Linked DNA regions of Rattus norvegicus: region 2 is linked to region 1. A link is a contact called in public Hi-C data. All regions are on one chromosome and are shown on one strand. Each heading gives the region's core, a stretch centred on a gene start, on an enhancer-like site or on the middle of the called end of the contact. The rest is flanking DNA. Distances are from core to core; before and after follow the strand shown. Region 1 has its middle 35 kb from the start of Zdhhc13. Region 2 holds the start of Zdhhc13 (zinc finger DHHC-type palmitoyltransferase 13).

What was found. Hi-C and Micro-C count contacts between places; a contact is called where the count stands out from the background.
Region 2: a contact with region 1 is called in a Hi-C map of kidney, with 4 times the contacts expected there. The contact joins the promoter of Zdhhc13 here to the enhancer-like site in region 1. A contact is called at or near these places in 7 of 12 Hi-C or Micro-C datasets (the A7r5 cell line, the Rat2 cell line, Schwann cells and 4 more).

What each region holds. Positions count from the first base shown.
Region 1 is chr1:107,585,322-107,591,023 of GRCr8, reverse strand. No RefSeq gene overlaps it. Among named protein-coding and RNA genes, the nearest start is that of Zdhhc13, 35 kb to the left of the region's middle. Within about 2 kb of position 3,568, at least 1 of the 93 cell types and tissues checked has an H3K27ac peak or open chromatin away from gene starts, as enhancers often do. A contact at or near this core is called in kidney, where this site is marked.
Region 2 is chr1:107,620,973-107,626,674 of GRCr8, reverse strand. It overlaps Zdhhc13 (zinc finger DHHC-type palmitoyltransferase 13), which reads right to left and starts at 3,076. Exons shown (of 17, transcript NM_001395115.1): 1 at 2,961-3,076. The coding sequence starts at 2,987.

The DNA.
Region 1 (5,702 bases), core at 2,319-4,818:
TAATGGGGGCAATTATTAGCCAGGCTGGTCCCTGCAGGATAATTACAGAGCTTTTGACTGGCAAATCTTGGATTCATTCAGAAAAACATGGGTTCGAGGAGGAAGACTGATCTGAGATTTGGGGTCTGCTGGCTTCAAAGACGGAGTCCTGAAGTCCCTTCTGAAGTCTGAGGGGCATGGCAGCAGGCAGACATGAGACAGGACTTAGGGGTAGTCTGGACTACATACTAAATGGCAGATGAAGCCACCGAGGCCTAGAAAGGAGGTGTGATGGTTTCAAGCTGTCCACCAGGCACCACGGAGCTGTATCTCTGGAGGTTCAGACCTAGGTCATCTGGGTTCAGAGGTTTGTATCAGCACATCCCGTTCAGTCCTTGCCGACAGGTGACCTTCAGTGGCCCCAAAGAGTCTTACCCGGAAGTCACCAGAGCGGAGCCCATATCCCAGCTCTGTATGTGTGAAAGGTGGTAGTTAGCCAGTCAGTTTCTGGTGCCACACTCCAGTAATAATAACAGCCTCCCTGGGCTGCCAGGCGTGCTGAGGAGAGCACGGAAAGGGTAGGGCTGCCTGGGACCACCTGCTCACTCTATGCTGTTCCCAGTGTGGGCCTCTCTGAGATTAACCTATTGATATTTCTCCATGGCCCCTCGATGTTTAGTGAGCATGTGTCAGGAGTCAAACATTGTGCTAAGTTCTCGAGGGACATGATTTCATTCAGCTATCAACATCTTTCCCCACAGTCAATGGTTCAAACTTAGGTTAAGGTTGATTAGTGAACTTGTCCAAGACTATGCAGAGCTTGGACTTGGGTCACATGCCAACACTGCTGTCTCTTGTGAAATGAGACAGGCATTTGATTGTCACCCAAATAGAGCCTCACAGGGGTTATATGCTGGGTAAAGCTGGGAGACAAGGTGTGGTATTGGTCTATGAGAACTTGATGATTACTTAAGTAATCTGAAAGTCTGTTTTGACGAAAGAAGCGAAAAGACTCTTCCAAGAGAGGAAGCAAGTCCCTATCATTAGCTTTAGATTGAGGAATTCTCGATCAGGACCCAGAGAAAGGGTTTAGTGACTAAGAGCCCTTGCTGCTTTTTCAGAGGACCTAGGTTTGATCGCCAGTTCCCACACAGCAGCTTACGGCCATCTGTAACTCTAAGTCCAGGGGATCTGGTGCCCTCTTCTGGATTCTGGAGATACCAAGAACGCATTATATATATGTATATATATTTGTATTCATACATAGAAAATAAAAATAAACAAATCATATAAATAAGAAATATAGATCAGGGATTGAGAGGCAGCTTTGTTGCTAAAGTTCTTGTTATAAAAGTATAAGGAACTTAATTCAATTCCTAGCATCCTCATAAAAATCCAGCAGTGGTTGTACCTGTTTGTAACCCCAGTAGTGTAGAGGTATGGAGCATTGGCTCCCTGGAGCTCATCAGCCAGCCAGCCAGCCTAGATAATTGGCTAGTTCCAAGTGATTAGGTGGATGTATTTTGAAGAATGACACCCAAGGTTTACCTCTGACCTTCAAACACACAGATGTGCATTGTGCATACAAAATGTGCCTGTACACACACACACACACACACACACACACACACACACACACACACACACAGAGAGAGAGAGAGAGACAGAGACAGAGACAGAGAGAGTGACAGAGAGAGACAGAGAGACAGAGACAGAGAGACAGAGAGGAATATGGATGAGCTCTTTAGAAACCAAGACCAAGAACCTTTGAGTTGTTAGGGCCTTGGGCCTCTACCAGCATCTTAAAACATGATATGTGGGTGGGTGAGGGGCCTCCAGATCTCCTTCCCTAGAGAGCCTCCCAGCTTCAATGGGGGCAACACTGGTAGCATCTTGTTAACTGGAATTCTGTACCAGCATAAATCGTTACTCTTGACATTCCAGCTTGAGAAGATTCTAGTGTGAAAAGTAGGTGTCTGTGCTTCAGGCTAGTGAACTTTGGCTCAACTCACCACGTTTGCAGAGTCCAAACACGAACACAGACAAACATTCACGACTCTGAGCTCGGATTACTCAAGGAGAGATGGGATTTCAGGGAGGCAACATTCAGTTGCAGATCCCAGTGGGCTCCATTTCTTTCAGGGTCCCCTCAACAATGACATTGAAGATTAGAACCTGCTGGTTATGGCCCGTTTATGAACCACTTACGCGTGGAAGGGCCCAGGCCTCTTCAACTGGCTGAGGTTGGGAAAGGGAAAGCTGACTGGAGAGCCACTAAGCGTTCTCTGCAGATCTCCTCCACAACTCAGACTTTCGCCAATACCCTGTCGGAACCTGGAGGAGGAAGCTGTGCTTCTGAACCACTAGGATTATGGACGATTAAGTCATTCTTGAGGGTGTGCCCAGAGTCCGCCAAGAGAATGGCAGCATCTGACACAAGCAACAGCAAAGGTAACTCAGAGGTCATTGTGCCAGTTGCCCCAGGCAGGCATTTCTTTGGCCCCTCTCTCTCTCTCTCTCTCTCTCTCTCTCTCTCTCTCTCTCTCTCTCTCTCCCTTCCTTCTTTCCTTCCTTCCTTCCTCCCTCCCTCCCTCCTTCCCTCCCTTCCTTCTTCCCTCCCTCCCTTCCTTTTGCATTTGCATTCAATATTGCTAAATTCAGTGGTGTCCCTTATTATTCATGGAAAGAATGCTTACTTTAAAACTTGCCTGAATTGTCTGAACTCCATTTGAACAACTCACTCACTCTGTGACATTTGAAAGCTCTCCTATGAGAACTTTCTCTTGGGGACCTTTGAGTTCAATAAATAAGGCTTGTAATAAAACATTGGAGAAAACCGAGGCTTTTTTAATTTTTAACTTTTATTGGATACTTTTTAATTTACATTTCAATTGTTATTCCCTTTTTCAGTTTCCTGTCCGTAAGTCCCCTATCCTCTCCCCCTCTCCCTTCTTATGAGGGTGTTCCCCCTCCCCAACCTCCCCCTTCCTGCCCTGACATTCCCCTACATGGGGGCTGGGGTTCCAGCCTTGGCAGGACCAAGGGCTTCTCCTCTCTTTGGGCTTTCTGGATACAACACCCCTGGTTATGAGCATCTTCGGATCATTGTTCACTTGCTCCAGAGTGCTATCCTCCGGCTCCAGCCATCATCCATCTCTGAGTAATTCTCACCAGCTGCTATGGGGGTCTGTCCTCTGGAACTACAGGGATGTATGTACCTCTCCTCAGAGCCACTGGTGATGGCAACATTATCCAAGGTGAAATCCTCCCCCTTAGGGAGGTATGGGAGAGAGTACTGCTTTAGGCCTCAGAAAGACTTAGCTTTAAACCTTACCTCAACAACTCATTCACTCTGCGACTAAGAAACTCAGCCTCTCTGAGCCACAGTATAGCCATCCATGAATCAAGTTCAGACGTCTCTGGCATTGTGAAATTGTGACCTTTGTCCATCATGGGCACTCAAAACCAACGCAAAACCCCACATTATCTTCCCGTGTCAAGATCCACTCATTTTCAAACAGTTACCTAGTGTTTACTTATTTACTTATTTTGCCCAGTACTTTGCTCGGTGCTAAGGACTAGACTAGAAAATGGAATGTGGTGTCACACAGACCCACATTCTCACCCAAACTTCCCCCTGACTGGGCTACTGATGGAGAGAGCAGACTGACTGTGGATCCCAGCATTCTCCTCTCCGAGCCTTGTGCCTTCCTGGGTCTTTCTAAGTCCACCCTCACCCTACATCTCCTCTGTACAGGGATGCTGTGGGACAGTGTGAGGTGGGGTTTATGGAGGTGTTGTCCCAGCTTCCTGGTGGAGCTTGGGGATACTGCAAGAGGCCATCACAACATCAGGGGGCAGGGAGGCTGAATACAAAGCGAACCTTATGGGGAGCACAAGATGGGGGCATTTTACTTTGGGAATTTAAAGCAAATTCATTCCTATGTCATTTTATTGCTCTAAGTGCTAGACCCAGGATGGCTTCCTCCGTTTACCTTCTTCCCAGAGAAGCAGACTTTGTATGTGGAGGGACAAAGTTCCATCTCTGTGGCTGGGCCGTGGATATTTAATGAATGCCTTTCCCATTAAGGATGAAAACTGTACCAGTCAGACATTCTCAATTGCAGCCGAAGAGTCCAGTCCTGTCTCTGGCTCTAAGAAACCCTCATTAGTCTATGATGGCTACTAGCTGATGGTTTTGATGGTGCAGGCACTCAGCCTGCAGTTGGGAGAGAGGGAGTGTCTTACCTTCCTTGAGAGTTAAGAAGGGCAGCGATGGGACTCAGGGTTGGTCGGTCTTCTGCCGTCAGCTTAAGTCTAAGGCAGTCACACAGACTGGAGGGTGTGAAGGAAGCTGTTGGCAGGAGATGGTTCAGGAGGCACAAGGTCACCTTGAAAGCTCCAGGCAGAACAGCTCTGAGCCCACTTCCTAGTGGCCATGCCTGCGTCGGGAACTGCTCAGAACCGACTCTTTGTCAGTTGTGCTCTCTGAGGGACTGAAAGGCAGCAGTTGACAGAGTTGTCAAAATGGATCCTCATCTTTCTCTTTGAGCAACTGGACCTTGAGAGGAGCAGGTGGAAGGAAGCAGAGTCTGGTTTGGTCCCACTCTCAGACACCACACAAACTCTTACCCATTCCTGCTCTGGATCTTATAGAAAGACAAAGCTGTGCTTTGTAACAGGGGTAAGTCCCAGGACACTGGGGGAACCATGGATTCTGGTGCAGGGATGTGGGAACAGCCTGAGAGGTAAATGTCTTATGAGCCACTAAGTGAGGCTGAAGCAGTGTCTGGATTCTCAGACACAGACACACGAGAAGAGCCTCTTTTGGAACACACTTTCCAACTCACAGGACAGACTTTAAGGCAGGACAGCCATGCCAGCACGAAGACAGATCCAAGTATACATGTGTGAAGAAACGGGCGAAGACTGGAGGAGGAGTTTTATGCCATTGCACGGAATGGAACTGTTAAGCCAACAATTTGCTAGGTAGAAAGGGAGGGCTGGTACCCTTCATTAACCCCCTTCTGAGGCAGGGTGCAGAACTGCATTGGCGATGCCTCTGCAAAAAGCAGTCCTCGGGAGTAGCTACACCCTGAAGAAAAGGAGTGATCAAGAAAAGAGAAAGCAAACATCCATGTGTGTCATGATTTGGGGAAGGTAGGGACACATTCAGTCACTCCCCAGGTCCTCTCTCAACTCCACATTGCACAGGGGGCACCTTCAGTACAAGGTTGGGATGGGGTGGGGTCTCAAGCTAACCACCTTGGCAACAGTTAGGCTCACCCCTCATTTTATCGCTGACCTCTGCATGCCCACCGGCTGCTGACATTGTGAGCTTAGCTGAGACAGGCAGACACCACACTCAGCTAGAAACTGCCAGCGCCGGGGGGGCTTACACAACTGTCTTTGGAGGCTGTTTTTTCTCCACTAAGCCACAGCTTCCTCTAATTAGAGCCAAGTTAATCACCAACCCGCCCTCCCTTTTATTGTGTTGAATAAACTCCAACCAGCCTTTTCAACCTTCCAACCTTAAGTTTACCCAATTGGCTGAGAAGTCTATCGGGTCATTGCCAAGTACAGTGTTATGATCAAGGAAATATTAATGTATGTTCCTTTAGATCAAAGGTCAGGGGGGACAAAAGTCAACACAATACAGCAGCATACAGGGTGCCAGATACCAGAAGAGATAGGGTCCTTGTGGGTGCAACCTTCTTCTACCC
Region 2 (5,702 bases), core at 1,827-4,326, 36 kb before region 1:
GATTCTTTCTGTATCACAGTAATTATAATCTATTCAAATGCAAGACAGCTGGCTCTACATAGTCTATGATTCTGATCCATTTGATTTTCTCTGGTCCACCTAAGATTCCAGTTCACAAATGATTCAAAGGACCAGGGTACCATGTTTTGTTTCTTTGTTTTTATAAGATACGTGGGGTATTGGGGAGAAGGAGAAAAAAAAAAAAGGAATAACAAGAAAGACATATATAGTTAAATACTTCTCCATAGGGAAGAAAAGGGCCCAAACTGAAAATTATGTATGAGGTATAAGGGTGCACCAGTGGCAGTTTTCATAATATGAGTCCCCAGTTTTTCTTATTTTCAACATGAAGAGGTGAAGGTCTATGTCACTTTCTCTTTACTCTAAGCTCTGTGAACTGCTTCACTGATTAAATAGCATAGAAACGCTGCTGTGCCAGTCCGCAAGCCTAGGCTTTAGAAACTGGAAGAAGCTTTCTCTTCTTTTCTCTTAAGACACACTTCTTTTAGCATCCAGCTACCACGCTGTGCATTAGACCAGGCACCTGTGTGAGAGTCAGCATCAAACGCTAGATCTGCCAGTAAAAACACTCCTAGATTATCCCAGCTCTAGCTAGCCATCTCATCTGGCTTATGAGTCTTTCCTGCTGAGGCTCCAGACACAAAGGAGTGGGGTGACAAAGCAACCTGAACCAGTATATTCAAATTTCTGGTGCACAGATCCATGAGTTAACAGTGGCTGTTTTCCATGCCATCATGCTTTTGAGCAGGCCCGACAGAGCATCTTTAAGCTATATGGCAATTATGATGCAATCACATTAGTTTTAAAGCATTCTGAAGTTACGGTGGATTCTAAGAAGAAATCATGATCTGCAAAACTCTGGCAAGGCTGACTGGCAAATAAAATGGGGGTAGGGAGGTATGACAGAACACCACTAATATTTGTCACAATATTAACAGAAGTATCAGAGTTAAGTTTCTAAATTGACTGCTGGTTGAACACTAGTGTTAGATTCATTTTTTTTATGTTCAACACAACATAATGAATGATTAACGCATCTGATACAAATCACTACCTTCATGACACTTAATACTTAGCAGAAGAGAGAGAGCACCTCATCAGGAGCACCGCATATTGCATGATATTAAATGCTGGGGAGAAATGAAACCAGGAGGGAGGTCAGGGAGTGTGGTCAGGGAGTGTTACTGTTAGTGATGACAATGAAAAAGGCCTGCAATTTTAAGTATAAGAGGATCAAAAAGCTACACTGTGGTGAGATTTGTCTGAAGACGTTATAGAAATGGAGGGATAAGCCACATCAATACATAGGAGAGACATAGAGCAAGTATGTATTACGGCCTGCAGCCCAGTGTAGCTGGGAGATTCTGGAGCAAACAGAACTGTAAAAGATGAGGTATTAAACATAACTAAGAACCAGGCCGGGTAGGAAAATTCTGACAAAAGAAAACCCCCAAAACTATCAGCACTAAGCAAATTCAACAAAAGGGATGCTCTGTCTGCTTTGTTCATGAGGAATAGAGCCCAACTTCCAGGAGACATTCAAAACACATTTACTAGATGAATGAATGGAATCTTGGCCGTGCCACTCAGTTGCTCTCTAGCATGTGACTACATTTTCTCGAGTGTCTGTTCTCACTTTTAAAATTAGAAATAATTACTCCTACCTAGCTCTCGAGAAGGAGTGAAGGACCAAGACTGGGGGATTTCTAGGAAGTGTAAGCTCTTCACATTGTAACTCAAGAAAGTAGCAGTAGCACTTATCATAACAACAGTCTAGCTTGCCCCACCAACTTCAACCTCTAAAATCATCCTCTCCCTTCTGATGTCATGGAACTTGAGCAGGGTTATTTTCCCTTCAGCAGAGTAAACCTAAGCTCTCACAGGCTTTTATTAATGAGTGGCAGTCACGAGCCTGAGAAAAATACTGAGACACTGTTTCACGTAAAGACTCTACACTCTTTCAGAGCAAGCCAGGCTCCCCGCATGCACATTCTTTTTATTTCTTTTAAAATGCAAGAACTCCTAACAGAAACACCTCAGCATGTTATTTTTCCACTTAAACCTACACCAAACTGGTTGAAGAAGAAAAATAAGGAGATATGAAGAACACTCTTGGAATTGGGGAAAATTTTTTCTTTAAAGGTCCAAAACCTAAGGTGACTACCTCAAACTGCTTGAGGAAAAAAAAAAATCTACTTCCAGCTCAGCTTGAATTAGAGACTGCTACAGTTTTCTCACCTGTAAATGGGGGTTTCTTTTGCTTAAGGACTTTGATGCTGGGATAAAAAGGTGGGCATAAAAGCGTGTGGCACATGCTAACCATTTGCTAAGATAGAAGAAGCCCGGAAATATTATGTGGGAATCTGTTCAATGCCAGTTATTAGTCTTTAGAGGTCACACTCGAAAGGAACAAATTCTTAATTCTCGGTTTTTATAGCTTCCCCTTTGGCCTCCTCTGTCCTCTGGGACTAATCTAGCGCTTCTCAGAATAGAATCCTTTGGGATTTTGCAGATGGTACCATAGTGCTCCCTTCCTCCTGCCTCCACAGGCTCGATGCTTTCAAGGACTAGGAAGGATGTGGATGGGAACAGGAGCTAAGACAGCACAAGGTGGAGAGAAGGCGGCAGCCTAGGCGCTAGGGCTGGAAATTTCTCAACAGAATCTCTCAGACTCCAGACTAAGGTCCAAGGCTGGCTGTACTACCCGAGGTGTGTCACCTGACACCTTACAGGTCCTAGGCGTCTAAGGCGCCGGTGCGCGACACCCTGCCGCCCAATGGAGGCGGCAGGAGTACCCGGCCTCGCTTTGCGGCTACCTCAAAAGGACAGCCAGCATCTTTCCTAGTGTGGCCAAGGCCCAGGCCCCGCCGTCCTCGCGGAATCGCCTCACCTGACCGGGACTTGCGTCCCCACCGCCGCCCACCTCCAGCCGCGCTCACCTGCGAGCCCAGGCCCGGGCCTTCCATCACACCCCGTACCCGCCCGGCCGCAGCTCCTACGCAAAGTGGCGGCCGCCGCTCTCGGAGCACGCCTCAGCCGCCTCTCGCCCACTTCCGGCTCGCGCCCCGCCCTCCTCACTGCGCGCATCCTAGAGCTGCCAATCCGCCACGAGAAGCCAATCCCGAACCTCTCTCTCCTGGGGGCGGGACTTTCTCACCTCTAGAGAACTGCCGGTCATCCCCGCCCTCTGTCCCACCCCTCCATGTTCTTTCATTCGCCCCACCCTTGGCACCACTTCAGGTTCCCACTCAGATGCATGTTCAGGCTGTTATTCCAACGTCCTGGAGTGGGTTACCCCAAAGCTAGATATCCTTGTGAAAATCTCTCCCTCACCTCAGTCTTCTCAACTGTGAAATGGAGTCAAGAACAACTTCATGTAAGCGTTTGAAAAATTAATTGAGGAAAAGTCTGCACAGTTCCACAGTAGGGGTTTTGGCCGGAGAAGAGCATCCTGTCTCACGTACTATCTTACAGATATTAGCTGTTAAAATGTCCGCTGCTCTTCAGTCATGTGCTCTTTAGCAAGGCACTTCTATCCTCAGGGCCTAGTTCCTCAAAGAAAGCAGAAGATATAAGCTGCGGTAAAGGCACTTGCCTTTTTTTGTTTTGACCTGAGTTTGTTCTCCAGGATCATGGTGGGGGAAGGAAAAGTCTCAATGTTTTCCACTGATCCTTACACACACACAGAGAAGCTCGCTCACCCCACCCTCCCACCCCCACACACAAATAAATTAAATAAAATGAGACCAAATAAGTTTTAAGAAAAAAGAAAGCAGAAAATATAAGAGTTCCACAGGGAAGGTAGAGATAAACTGGACAAGCCTCACCTGTCCCTGTCAGTGGAATGCATGGAGGAACTGGCATTTAAGTCTTGCACAGATTGGTGGACTATGAAGCAATAATACTCTTGGTTCTTACTAGTGGGGAGCTCTCTCCTACCTCACCATCCAGAAAACAGTGGTTCTTTCCTGGGCCTGCACGCAGCCCAGTTCTTTGTGATAATTCCTTGATGTGTCTGTTACTGAACCCAGCTTGGTTAGATCTTTAGAAGGTCATTCAGAATAGAATTAATATTGTGCCTCTATATCCTATAAACCATGAAATAAGTGTCTGGAAATAAAGTGCTGGGTAAACCCATGAAAAAAATATTACCCTGAAACAGTCAAAGTATAAGTGTATTATTATTGTCAGTGGCCCTACTTATTGGGTACACCATAGGTTACCCACAAAGCATACACCCTCTGAGGATGGAAAACACATTGTACTTGTGTAGGAACTCCCAGTACCCAGAACAGCACTGAGACCTAGAAACTGTCCACTGTAATTACAGTGAGTCGATGGGTGGATATACGAATGTGTCATCGACTTTTATGATGCTATGCAGAGCAAACTGAATGACAAATAGGATGGGCAAGTGACTTCCTCCAGAGCAAGAGGAAAAGGCAGGTGATTTGGATATCATAGGATGAAGCCTGGCGAGGGTTTCACAGAGGAGAGAACCTTGTAATGTGGTCACTCCCTGATCATTACTTAATCTGATGTCTGTTCCTTGGTTGCTTAGCGTGCATTAGCAACTCTTACCAGTGTTCTGCATACATTGTATCTAATCCGTGGGATGGTTTTAACTGATTCTAGAATCCCCAATCATTTGCTTAATGCTTGGAAGAGAGAGGGTTCAATCTCATTTCTTTATTAGTTAGTGCTTTGGCTGGTGTAGTTTGATTCTTTCGTCTTTAAGGACTTGTTTAAGGTGCTGTGGAACTCGAGGGGGCTTGAAGTCTGCCCTGTGCTTTCCTTTGGATGTCCTAACATACTGCAAGAGTCTGCACTGGATAAATTCTGACACCTCACTTCTTAGCCAGGCCCCTGAATGCACTCTGCTCATTAGTTTTATCCCTCCGACAAGCTACTCAGGGTTAAGATAAGCGTATCTGTGTCTAATTCCTCTATGGAGCAAGTCTCCAGTGATGTGAAGGGCTGTCTCACCTGTCTCTCACCTTTGACAATACTTTTGTAGACATGCCCCCAGTAGATGAGCATGTGTGTGAGCTCCTGAAGCTGCCTGGGCTTGACTCACAGCTTCAGCCTTTAGTGATTTTTGTGATCTTTTTTTTGCTATGTCTTTGTCCTTTAATTCTCTCATCTGTAAATGGGACACCAAATGATACTCGTGGTACCGTTGAAAGAATTAAACGAATCAATGTGTGTGAAGTGTTTAGAGGACAGCTTGGTACACTCTAGCCTTTGTAAATGGGTTATTTAGTATCGTTGTAATTGTCACGCTCCTTCTCGGGGACTGGGAGAGCATTGAATGGGACCAGCTGGGTGCTGTTGTGTGAACAGGACAGGATAGAGATTCAGCAAGCCTGGCTTCTAGTTTACACTCTCTGTGTGTATTAGATTTCCAGGGTTGCCATAAAAAAAAAAAAAAAAAAGCAGTGCTGACTGAATGGCCAAAGGGCTGGTAAATTATTTTCATATAGAGCTGAATGCTGGAAGCCTAAGGCTCAAGGACTTAGCAGGCTTGGTTTCTTCTGAGGCTAGTCTCCTTAGCTTGCAGATGGTCTTGTTCTCCATGTGCCTTCTCAGCTCTCCGCTGCAGGTCCCTATTCTTAATTCCTTCTCCTTGTATGGACAGGAGTCAAACTGGATTAGAGCCCACTCTGACTTTATTTTACCAT